3 separate regions of the Mus musculus genome follow, and all the other regions are linked to region 3. Evidence: chromatin contacts called from public Hi-C and HiChIP or PLAC-seq data. All regions are on one chromosome and are shown on one strand. Each heading gives the region's core, a stretch centred on a gene start, on an enhancer-like site or on the middle of the called end of the contact. The rest is flanking DNA. Distances are from core to core; before and after follow the strand shown. Region 1 holds the start of Ddx43 (DEAD box helicase 43). Region 2 has its middle 30 kb from the start of Gclc. Region 3 overlaps Cilk1 (ciliogenesis associated kinase 1).

Region 1 (3,677 bases), core at 563-3,062, 270 kb before region 3:
TGTGCGCCAAAGCAAGAACCTGGAAGCAACTCAATCAGCATCAAGAGTATAATGGCTAACAGGAAGAGATACATAGGAAAGAACTAACGTTCTGGGAGGGGGGATGGGAGAGGGGTTTTCGGAATGGGGTAACATTTGAAATGTAAATACATAAAATAACCAATTTAAAAAAATAGAACTAATGTTCAGTCTTTAACAGGAAATTCTGTCAGACATTAAGAACCAGATGACAATTTGAGGACATTATGTCCACAGTAAGTCAATCACAAAACACTGTAAGTTCCTTGATTCTACTTGAGGATCTGAAGTAAATAACTCCAGCAGCAGCAGAGAGCGGTGATGTGGAGGCACAAGACCAAGGAGAAACGAGGAGCTGAGAGGCGGTATAGTTCTAATCACGGAAGAGCTGGGACACAATCTCCCATTACCACTAACACTGCGCTCGTTATATATGCTTACTTCTTAACTATAGAAGTAAGGTGGGGCTGAGTAGCAGATTAGGGGTAAAGATAGGCTTAACTCTTATGAAGCTCTGGGTTCAATCCTGAGTTCAAAGAAAGAAAAAGAGAGGGAAGAAGGAAGTGGGGTGGGAGAAGATGAACAGTAGAGGAAAAAATAAAGATTGTCATATTTTAACACACACTGGAATAAACCATCTAGGTTGCAAGGCTAGGGATGTAGCTCAGGATGCACCTAATTATTTGGGATGCACTGGGTTCAATACCCAGAATAAGAAACAAACAAACAAACAAACACAGTAGCATGCACAACCAACGAGTCGTGTGTATTCCAATGCCTAGACTTCACTGCTTCTTGCAGCGGGTCTAATATCTGTCGCAAACCTATTGGTTCTCTGGTGAGCTTCCCGTTCAAATACTGGGCTTCTTGTTCAGATTGGGAGGGGTGGGGAGGGCGGGGGAGCTTGGACCCTGCAAACGGAATCTTTGTCTATTCTAGTAACCAGCCTTAAAACATACGATTAAATGCCACAAAGCAGGCTTTTAGAACTAAATATATTCACTTCACGGACCCCAACCCACCCCCCAAAAAGCCCTATAACTGAAACTAAGAATTGAAGCCAACTGAGGGAAACATCTCCATCACTGTAAAATGCATCTCAGAAAAGTTGAAAATTGCGCATCTAAGACTCCCGCGTACTGCTCTCCGCAGTTACATTCACCTCAAGTTAAACCTCCTGGCAGAGACGAAGCTGCGGCTCTGACCTGACACTAAAGCACACTAGGTGTGAAAACGACCTAGAGGGTGATGGCTGCACCTCCGCACTGAGCTGCTGGCCCCTGCGGGAAACCGGAAAGACCTTTACCGCGGATGCCGCGCGAGTCTTCCAGGAGGTTCTCTCCCACACACGCCCCGGCCCGCCATAGAACTGCGCCCCCGCGCTGCTGGAGCCCCGACGCCGCCGCCCCGTCATGCAGCGAGCCTGGGCGCCGCCGGCGCTCACCTATCACCGCGCCCACCACATCGTTCTTCACCCCGAAGCAGAGCGGCGGTTCGCGGCGGCCGGCGGCCGTAGCCTCGGCGGCCCCGGCGGGCTCTCTCCAGCCGCCGCCCGCACCCCTGCTACCGACCCGGCCTCTCCGGTTCGTCTCCTCCGTCGCTGTCCGGTCGGCGCCCCGGGACCCGGTCGAGCTTCGCCGGGGAGCAACGCCCGAGGAGGAAGCGTTGGCTGCGGGTTCCCGCCTAGACATGGCTCTGAGGAGAGCCGCGCGTCGCACGTCGTTCCAGACTCAGCTGCACAGGCCGCGGCGTCGGAAAAACTCCGCTGCCGCCCGCGAGCTCGCCCGCCAGTCCTCTGCGCGCTCATTGGCCGCCGCGCTTCGGGGGCGGGGCCTGGCTGGCCTGACCAATCGGCGCTTGCAACCGAGCGGCCACCTGGACCCCTATTTGCCCGGCTAGTGTCTGGCTGGGAACATCAGCTTGAGGACAGTGCGTCTCCGTGCCACGGAAACGATCCCAACCGTGCCTCGAAATTCAGGTTCATGACGGGCTAATGTACAGGCTTGAGATCTGGGGCAGGAGGGTCTGCGTGACAATTACTTTCAGGCTCTATCTTAAAATAACTCGATGAAAGCGCTTGCCTAAGCGCAGGATACCCTATCTACACTCCCCAATACCTAAAGTTAAAAAAAAAAAAAAATAGCACTGCCTGAAGCACACCCAGCTTTGCAAGGATTTTGGAGCTGGACACAGTCCTCCAGGCCTGGCCTAAGCTCCAGCATCCTTTGCTGGGATTGGGATCCTCGAATTGTCAGACTAGATCACAGGTCAACCATCCATCAAACAGAGGACACGCAGAATCTTAGCATTGAATGTCTTGTAGGAGACACTGAGGAAAAACTGGAAGGTTGGGTCCATCCTGGGTTAAATAAATTACATCAAATTATATTATATAATACTATGTATACTAATATCTTTGAAGATAGCCTTAATTCTCCTGCCTGGGAGTGGGCACTCAAGTGCTGGGCTTATAGATGAATTTCATGACACACAGATGTAGCAACAGTATCTCTTGATACAATACTCTCTGGGGGAATGTGAATAAAACACCAAACTATCAAAGCATCTTGGACTTACACAGAAACATCGAGCAAAATAAAAAATAAGCCAATCACAAAACATGTCTTGACTGTGCTTGAGGATTTAAAGTAATCCAAACAGCATAGAATGGGGGTGTGGACACGGGGGAGCCAGGAGAAGCCAGAAGTAGAGCAAATCTTAAATGTCCATGCAGACTCTGATCCTGAAGTGGGTGGATAACCGCCTTCAGAAGTGACTGCTGGTTTTGATGTGCTAACGTCGCTGGGTGTTTGTTGGGCCCGGCTGTTCATGAGAGGTTTTGTTTAGCAGCTTTCTTGCAATGCCTTTGTCTGGTATTAGCATTTGGGTAATGAACCTTTTCCAGAAACTAGAAGCAGAAAGAATTATATTCTACCTCCTCTGAGAAGGTCAGACTTTCCCGCCACAGATACTGAGCTGTTTTGGGAACTGGATTTTAAGCAATGACCTCTTAGTTTAGTCTCTTCTACTATAACCGATGTACTGCTCTGGAGAAATGATAGGGGTGCTGTCCACCGTCATGAGGGGAAAGCTGCTGGGTAAATTGGAAATCGTGACGACTCCTAGGAGGGAGAGGAGAAGAGAGGGAGAAAGTGGGGTAACAGCAAGCTTCCTGCTTTTCTGTACTTTTCACAAAACAAAACAAATGCATTTTCTCTTCCAGATCTGTATCACTAAACCTTTTTTTGGAAAAGGAATTAAGAATCACCCTGTACTAGTTCAATCCATGACGCGGTGGGTTTTTACTAAGCAAGGAGAGAGTCGGACTGAGAGGTTTTGGGTCATCCACCTCCTACTTTCTCCCTCCAGATAGTGCAAAGGATGAAGACTAAAAAAAGTGGGGGGAGGGAACCACTCAACTTTAACCTACAGAGCCTTGGAAGACGGTTTCTTTTCTCAGGTGGAAAGTTTACACTCACGTCTACTTTGCTCGGGTGTTCTCAGAGGGGTTACCTCTGGATGGAAGGTCTTAGTGAAGTGTACAGAGACATGTGCACGCGCGCACACACACACACACACACACACAAATAAACACACAAATACACATACAGGCGCGTGTGTGTCACCAGTGCCTCCTTTACTTTTTTTGCCTTACCCAC
Region 2 (3,913 bases), core at 717-3,216, 400 kb after region 3:
TCACACAGAACTCTGTAATGCTGAACTAAATGGGCCCTTTCTAGCTCTGTCCCAGCCTTTCTGCAGGATGGCTCTAGAATGCAAATCCTGGTTGTATGCTTCTCCTGTGGTATAGCTCTTCAATGGCATTTGCCGTGGTGAATTATTCAAATGTACATCAGGGAATGTCCCAGTGTGCTTAACTTTCCAGCTGTTGCTTCTCAATGTTTTCTTTTTACCGTCTAGCCAATTTGATTTCTTTGTTTCTTTGTCAGTAACCATTGGGTTTAATAATGTATTTTTACCAAAGAATATGAAAAATTATGATTACATCATCATGTTATTGCATAAAAGTTAATGAGATGTTTCGCTGTTTTCTTATGAGATCTTTGAAATCCAGTGTATCATTTATATGTTCAGTTGGCTTCAACTTTCACTAGCATATTTAAGTACCAATAACCCTGAGTGGCTTAGTGGTTACACTGAAGCTCTTCCTCCTTCTGAGTTGTTAAATATTAGTCAGGGGCCGGGCGGTGGTGGTGCACGCCTTTAATCCCAACACTTGGAAGACAGAGGTCTACAGAGAGAGTTCCAGGACAGCCAGGGCTATACAGAGAAACCCTGTCTTGTTTTTTGAATAATAATAAAAAAAAGTATTAGTCCGAGAACCCTCCTCTGTCTCCTCCTCAGTACTTCCCCATTTCAAGGAACTCACGCTCCCGAATCTTCTGTTTCTGAAGCAGTACCCCTGTTGAAATGTTGAAACGTTGACCCCATTGCTATTTTTATTTTGTCAGATAGAATTTTCCTTGAAGCTGTTAAGAATAATCAATGTTCTGAAGAACTTAATCTACAAACGCCAGGAAGGCATGGAGCTATGAGAGCAGATGTATGCACAAATTTAAAATATCCATCCAGTTTAAGAACAGCCTAGGCTATAAACCACCCATATCAATAGGAGCTTCTAGTGCTGGATAACTTCTCTATTTCTCACAGCCTAGGGTCTATATCTACTTTGTAGTTTATAACAATCATATAAATAGTACCAAATTTCTTTACCATTATAATTTTAGTTTTGAGTTGCCGATGTTTAGACTCTAAATTTTAATTTCTAATACATCTTTGAAAAATATTTTTTTGCTCTGCAAGAATTTTTCATCTTCCTGTTTACTCAGCGATTTCACTTCCAGTTGTCTAATGTGTACATAATGGTTCTAATTTATAGCCAAATATAATACTTCTTTTCTTTGCTGATGGGAATTGAATACAACCAAGAGATAAGAGATTGAAGAAATATTTGCTTCTTGTAGAAAGTAAGGAGAGTCCTGGAAGTGGTACTCAAAGCAGTGACTCACCAACAAGGATCCTAGGGGTTTTTCTTGGAGGAAACTTCTGTATATTCGCATATAAAGGATTGATTATCACGGGTAGTGGTGGCACCTTCCTGAGCATGCTCAGTTTGAAGTCATTCATTTACTGTTTTATTTTATTTTTTTTTCAAAGACATATTTCTGGAATCTGAGGTCTAGTCAGTTAGCCTCTTCTATACCAGGGGACAGTAGTTAGGAGAAAGGAATTGGTGTTCAAAGCCATCCCAGTGAAGACAGGAGCCTCTCTATCTCTGGGTTGTTGAGTGCTTTAGTTGGAAAACAAGAGGCGGGAAGTCCATGTTCTGGGCAGGTCTTAGCCAGAAACGTGTCTGCTTTTCTCTTCAGCAAGAACTGCACAGTGGACTCTTCTATTTACTATAATTCTACGAAGGGCTTTTTTTTTTTCAGTAAGTAGAATTATGCAGTGGTGGATTGCAAAAGGAAAAGATGCGGAACAAAGGAGTTTCAAGGAAAGCTCCGTTTTACTTCAAGGAAAAGCCAGTGGGGGGAGAATTCAGGATTCCAATTAATGGTTGACTTTTGGACACCCTGAAAGGGCAGGGCAGGTTGACTCAGCCATTCAGATGGTTCCTTTTTCTCCCGAGAGCCTAATCAAACAAAAACAAACTCTGAAGAAATATGATCATTACCAAAGGCAGCGGGTTCCTCCTGCACTCCAAATAGCACAGGTGATTGTCTCGAAAAGTACCTGCTTTTCCACAAACAATTTTGTGGAAGGAAAGATCACAGTTGGAAAGGCTAGATGAGGCTGCATTGGAAATTTATTTATTTCTTTTATGTGGAAAGGTATATAGTTGCTTGTAACAGTTCCCTTTGCCCTAATTCCACCCACTTTTCCCTCAAAAAGTTACTAGAACCAAGAAGACTACTTTTCAAAGTCTACATGTGCAGCTATTACTGGTGGTCCAGACTGAGCAAATGAAGGGTCAGGGGAATTTCTTTTTTTCAAATATTCATTTGTAGTCACACATTTCTAAACATGTAGAAATACACATCTATTTTGGTGTCAGCCAATATGTCTACAAAGGATTGAGGTGCAATTTGAGAGATATGTAGGGCTGGAAGAAAAGTCATATATCTAATGATTGGTGAGTATTAGGGACATAATGATTTATGGTTGGTGAGTATTAGGGACACTTTGGGCTCATCTGGCACCAACAACCATTGTTACTGGAGTCATTAGAGTCAAACCCTTGAACTTATAAGTCCTATTGAGTCACTTAATCACTTGGCCACTGGCTCTCGCTAGGCCAATTCAACAGCAGTAGTGAAAAAGCAACAAAAGATGTATTCAGTGTGGCCACACTGGGGGAGAAGAACAAGGAGTGACCATTGCTGGCCCTAGTCTAGTTTCAGGGACCTAACATGGGGTTTGAGTTTAAAGGGTTGCATATCTAAGCAGTTCTTACCAGGATGTAGCCCATCATTATTATCTGCTCCAGTACCTCCTGTGAGGTGGTCTTATGACGAGTTGTCCGAAATCATTCCCCAAGAAACATGCTCCTGGTTGGTACTAGGGCCCCAGCCTTTTCTTTCTCCTAGCTTGAAACTCGGGGGAATTCCAACCTCTTGGACTCTGCTGTTTCGATAGATAGCCAAAAGGAGGGACCCAATCATCTCTCTGTCACTTTCTCTCTCTCTCTCTCAAGATGTACTGCTTATATTGGATTAATTCTGATGGGAAGACTCACCATAAACATTGTCAATACCATACAATGGGCTGTATGCCCTGTACTGAATAAATAATAAGGACCTGAGCTAAGCACGAATATTCATCAGTCTCTGCTTTCTTAGTGTGGATGTAGCGTGCCCAGCTGCCTTCTGCTCACCAAGCTAGCCTTCCCTACCATTATGGAAGATACTGTGTATCTTTGAACTACAAACCAAATTAAGCCTCTCCCTTACTTGCTTCTTGCTAGGTATTTTGTTAGAGCAATAAGAAAAGTAACTAGTGAAATAAGCAGATCTTTTCTCAGACTTCCCTTAGGGAAACCACAGCTAAGCTCAGGAAAGAGAGTAGCAAGAATGGGGGAGGATCTGCTAGATGGTCCAAGCTCATCTCTGGCTTGGTGGTTACTGCGGTAGTGAATGGAAATAGAGAAAATAAAGTATCAGCAAAATACTAGAGTAGGCAGAAGATAGGTTTGCTTTTGTGCATGCTAAGTTGAAGAGATGTGTAGGTGGTTATTTAACAGATAGTTGAAAATATGAACCTGGAACTTGGTGGCAGGGTCAAGGCTCAGGGAAAAATTGGTGACTATGGGTACCCAGCTTCTTACACTGTGTACTGCTATTCTATCTGAAGCCTCTTATCTTAACTGAATGTAGTGCTGTGGAAAACTTGGCATCAGTTAGAGGTTTCTGAATGTGCAATGACCAAAGGTTAATTCAAAGGCAAATGTGTAATTAATGTGTTTCTGGGAGTGCTTGTCCATATTGCATTATATAACTTCACTATAGCCTTGGCTCTGAGCACAGAACATAGGTGCTTTGCACAGCACATGCCGGTCACATTACATAACACCAATAAACTATAACATCAG
Region 3 (3,928 bases), core at 291-2,790:
TCCTGTCACTACTAACATGAGGCAGGAGGAGCTGACACTCAAGGTCATCCTTGGCCACAAGTTTGACACTAGCCTGAAATACATGAGACTGTGTTTCAAAACAACCAGAAGTAGCCACAAAACTACTTAGTATCTAACCGTATGGAGTCCAGGTTCCAATTCAAGTCTCTTGCTCCTCTCTATCACATTTACCCATGATTCACTGGGACTTCAGTCTAACAGCAGAGAGCAGCTTCAGATCACTGAGTTCCTTACAATTTGGTCAAAAGGCCAACTAATATCTTTTTCTACAGTTGTGAGGTTATCCACATTTGTGTATCCACATTTGTGATGCATAATACAGGTGGATATTGCATGTCCGTGGGGGAAGGCTCCAAGTTAAGAACTGCCTCCTCTTTCCTAGGTCAACTCACACACCCGTCTCAGACGTCTGTCCGGTGCCGTGGACAGACACAGCGAAGGATCCCTGCTCACGGTATCCTCACAGCCCATTCTCACCTGTGCAGCCCTGCTGGATGGTGAGTGACCCAGTGGACAGTTCTCTACAGGGATGCAGCCCACACCTCTCTGTTCTGTGTGCCTTTCTGCACACAGCAGGTTCTCAAAGGCTGGCCCAAATGTGAAGTTTAGACCTCGCTATTTATTTTCTGTACCTCCTTGGGTACAGAAAAACTCTCAGCGTGTCTCTTTCTTCAAGGACAAAACAAAGATCAGGATCTCATTTGAGCTCTCTGGAAGCAGTCTGAAGTTCTGAAGCAGCAGAAGAGTGGACACCGCAGAGCCTCCAGTCACAGGGAGGCCCCTCCATGCTGTTCCAGGAGCCTTTAGTGTTTGGGCAATGCTCTATCTAAACAGAAAGAGGCTTTCTTTCAAAGAGTTCTGGCAAATGTTTGAAATGTTACTGTTTTCCTAGCGAGGTGACGCTGGTGAAGACCTTCCTGTGCCCTGCCCCAGTTCCCTCTCCCCAGTTTCACAGGACATCTGCTCATGAGCAGGCACTCCCGTCAGGCACCCTGTTCATTCACAGCCCAGAAAACAGGCCGGGGACAGCGGAACTGCAGTCCATTCTTTATTTTGGAACCTTGATGGTCAAGGAATCAATGTCACATTTACACACACACACACACACACACACACACACACCTTCTCACAGCACTTCTGAAAATTAGGCTTCTAATGACTTTCTGAATCCGAGTTCAAATGTGTAACAAACTTAAGAGAGTAACTTAACACTGCGATTTCTTTATAAGCTGCCTAAAAATAGCAAATGTCTCTCATATCTCTCTCTCTAGGAATTCTTCCCCTGTATACACTTTAGCGAACAAATCTTACAAGCATTTGGTCTCTTGGACAACTTGGTTTTCCTGAATTAGGAACAGCAGCTAGGAGCCCAGAAGACCCTTCTCTACAGAGAATCTGGCTTGGCTGTAGCACCAAAAAGGAGCGCATTGAATATGCCTTCAGCCACTGCACTGAGGGCACAGAGAGGAGGAAATCTTCTACGCCCAGGAACTGTTTCCTGATCTCCACCTTGGCATTATTGACTGTTCTCATTGCTGAGACAACGCCCCACTAAAGCAACAAAAGCAATCCTTAAGGAAGGAAGTGTTCCTTTAGACTCGGGAAAGTCACAACGAGGACGGAAGGAGGTGGCTGGTCACATGGCATCTGCAGTGGGAGGCAGGGAGAGGTGAGTGGCAGGAATCGGAGTCTTTTCTCATTTTTACTGGGTCCCAGACCCCAGCCTTGGGATGGAACCGCCCACATCCAGGTTGGGTCTTCCCTGATAAGTTTTTCAGGAAACACAGACACATCTGGTGTTACGGTTCCATGATAATTCTAAACCTTGTCAGGTTGGAATTACAACATGTTTAATTTAGGAATGACCATAACTCAGTTTACCATGCTTCACTAAAATGCACTAAGGATAAAACAGCGGCTTAGTAGAAGAATAAAAACAGAACAGGGCTCAGTAAACCTTTTCTGCAGAAGAGACAATAAACACTTGAGGCTCCAGGGGCTGCACAGCTCCGTTACAACTGCTCACCTTTGCACCTGTCAGGGGGGTCACATAAACAAATGGCACGGACTTACAGCTTCATTCAGAAAAACTACAGTTTCCTAGCTCCAAACAGGAAATCCCTGAGTAAATGGAAACACTCTCCATACAACTTGTCTTACAAGGCCACACTTATAAAAGTATAGTTATCCATCCCCACACTCTGAGGGCAGAGGTTTTAATACACTCGTGACTGCGGTCTTAGCGTTAAGAATCTGGCAGTCAGAGGGACACAGAATAGCTATCACAAAGACGTGTCGCTGAGCACTTTACAGATCTGTGAGGTGTCATTCTGATTGTAGGTGATGTCCCTGAATCAGTGAGCTCCTCCCGTGACCATTCTTCCCAGCCTCCTTCTGGCAAAACTGGTCAACCATATTAGGACTTGGCACAAAAAGATGGGTCCCTCTAAAATGTTCGCAGTAATTTTGAGAAACACGTATATCTCAAAAGATCTTGTTTTCCTTCGGTTTCATCTGAAATCATTCTCTGATAAACTTACTTATAAAGAAAGTCTGAGAGGACAAAAGCATTAACTATCACTTTTATGAACTACGAGTCTAGGAAGAAGCATGCTGCTTTGGCATATTTGTGTATAGATGGTATTTGTATACACTATAAACATAGACTACAGCTTACAGGCGCAGTTAGAGGGTAATTCCATCGAGTGTTTTTATTATGTCTGCATTTCAACTACAATCTATTACAGAATCAGGTATGAAAGTCATAAAAGTCCAATTGTGCGTGTCCCATTTTTGATCCACCTTGGATTTTGATATTTTGGTTAGAGAGAGTACTGTCAAGTACGTAACTGTAAATCTTCATCTTAGTTCTGGAAAACTGCATGTTTACTATGTTTTCTTTTAAGTTTTAGATTTAATTACTTTATGCATATGACTGTTTCAACTGCAGGTATATGCATATGCATGCTTGGTGAAGACCAGAAGAGAGTTATTTTGTGTGCATGGATAGAGGCATTCCATGGAGTATGTTATGTGTAGAGGTCAGAGGATAACTGTAGGGAGTTGGTCTCTCCTTCTACTATGCAGATCCCAGGGAATCATATATTTCTTCATCATATTAAAAATATTTTATATGCATGAGTGTTTTGCCTGCATATATATCTGTGTGTCATGTGTGTACTGTGCCCATGAAGGATATGGTTATATCCTGAATATGCTATACCTATGTTATATAAAACTACTTATGAAAATATTCATTCAAAAAATGTGTGTTTCAGTTGGGTATGGTAATCACAGTACTTAAGAGGTAGAGGCAGGAGCATCACTATGAACTTGAGGCTAGCCTAGGCAACATGAAAAATACCAGGACCAACACAGATTAGAGAATGAGACTGTCTCAAAATAATAATAATAATAAAAATGTAAAAGGTGTGTTTCTCACATACCCCCAGTTATCACCAGCCTTAAGTGGCCACAAATGTCTTCCACCATAGGGGAAAGAATTGAATGAAATATGAAGCACTACATGGCCATTTCATCTTAAAAACTGAGGATGCCAAGCTGAACATCTAGGAGAATATTTAAAGTATGGAAATATATACCTGAATGCTAACTAGTATAGATTTAAGTGCTATGTTCAGTTGGATCTCAATTCCAACTGTAACAGCAAGTGATGGACCGGCCTGCCTCCATCTTGGGCTTGAAAGCCATCTCATAATAAAGACAAACAAACTAGGTTCATTCCTGTTTATGATTAAATCTTTTTCTCAAACATTGGGCTATGCCCCACCTGTAACCATAACTACAAATCGTTCTGTACTGTCTGTTCCAAGAACCAGCTACCGTGTCCTTTTTTCAGAAGTTACCATGCCCACCTTGCCACCTTGCCTTGGTTTTAGGAGGTTGT

The links. Hi-C and Micro-C count contacts between places; a contact is called where the count stands out from the background. HiChIP or PLAC-seq counts read pairs in DNA pulled down with a chosen protein or histone mark.
Region 1: a Hi-C map of embryonic stem cells shows a contact between it and region 3, with 1.8 times the contacts expected there. The contact joins the promoter of Ddx43 here to the enhancer-like site in region 3. A contact is called at or near these places in 2 of 15 datasets of contacts at CTCF or cohesin (the NIH/3T3 cell line and embryonic stem cells), 4 of 484 Hi-C or Micro-C datasets (embryonic stem cells and nephron progenitors), 2 of 115 datasets of contacts at active chromatin or transcription factors (embryonic stem cells and microglia) and 1 of 9 other capture datasets (adipose tissue).
Region 2: a contact with region 3 is called in a FOXA1 HiChIP or PLAC-seq map of pancreatic cancer cells. The contact joins two enhancer-like sites. A contact is called at or near these places in 3 of 115 datasets of contacts at active chromatin or transcription factors (bone marrow-derived macrophages, microglia and pancreatic cancer cells).

What each region holds. Positions count from the first base shown.
Region 1 is chr9:78,393,912-78,397,588 of GRCm38.p6, reverse strand. It overlaps Ddx43 (DEAD box helicase 43), which reads right to left and starts at 1,812. Exons shown (of 17, transcript NM_001191044.1): 1 at 1,463-1,812. The coding sequence starts at 1,709.
Region 2 is chr9:77,722,409-77,726,321 of GRCm38.p6, reverse strand. No RefSeq gene overlaps it. Among named protein-coding and RNA genes, the nearest start is that of Gclc, 30 kb to the left of the region's middle. Within about 2 kb of position 1,966, at least 16 of the 459 cell types and tissues checked have an H3K27ac peak or open chromatin away from gene starts, as enhancers often do. A contact at or near this core is called in pancreatic cancer cells, where this site is marked.
Region 3 is chr9:78,119,218-78,123,145 of GRCm38.p6, reverse strand. All of the region lies in intron 1 of Cilk1 (ciliogenesis associated kinase 1), which reads right to left. Among named protein-coding and RNA genes, the nearest start is that of Cilk1, 7.9 kb to the right of the region's middle. Within about 2 kb of position 1,540, at least 33 of the 459 cell types and tissues checked have an H3K27ac peak or open chromatin away from gene starts, as enhancers often do. A contact at or near this core is called in embryonic stem cells and pancreatic cancer cells, where this site is marked.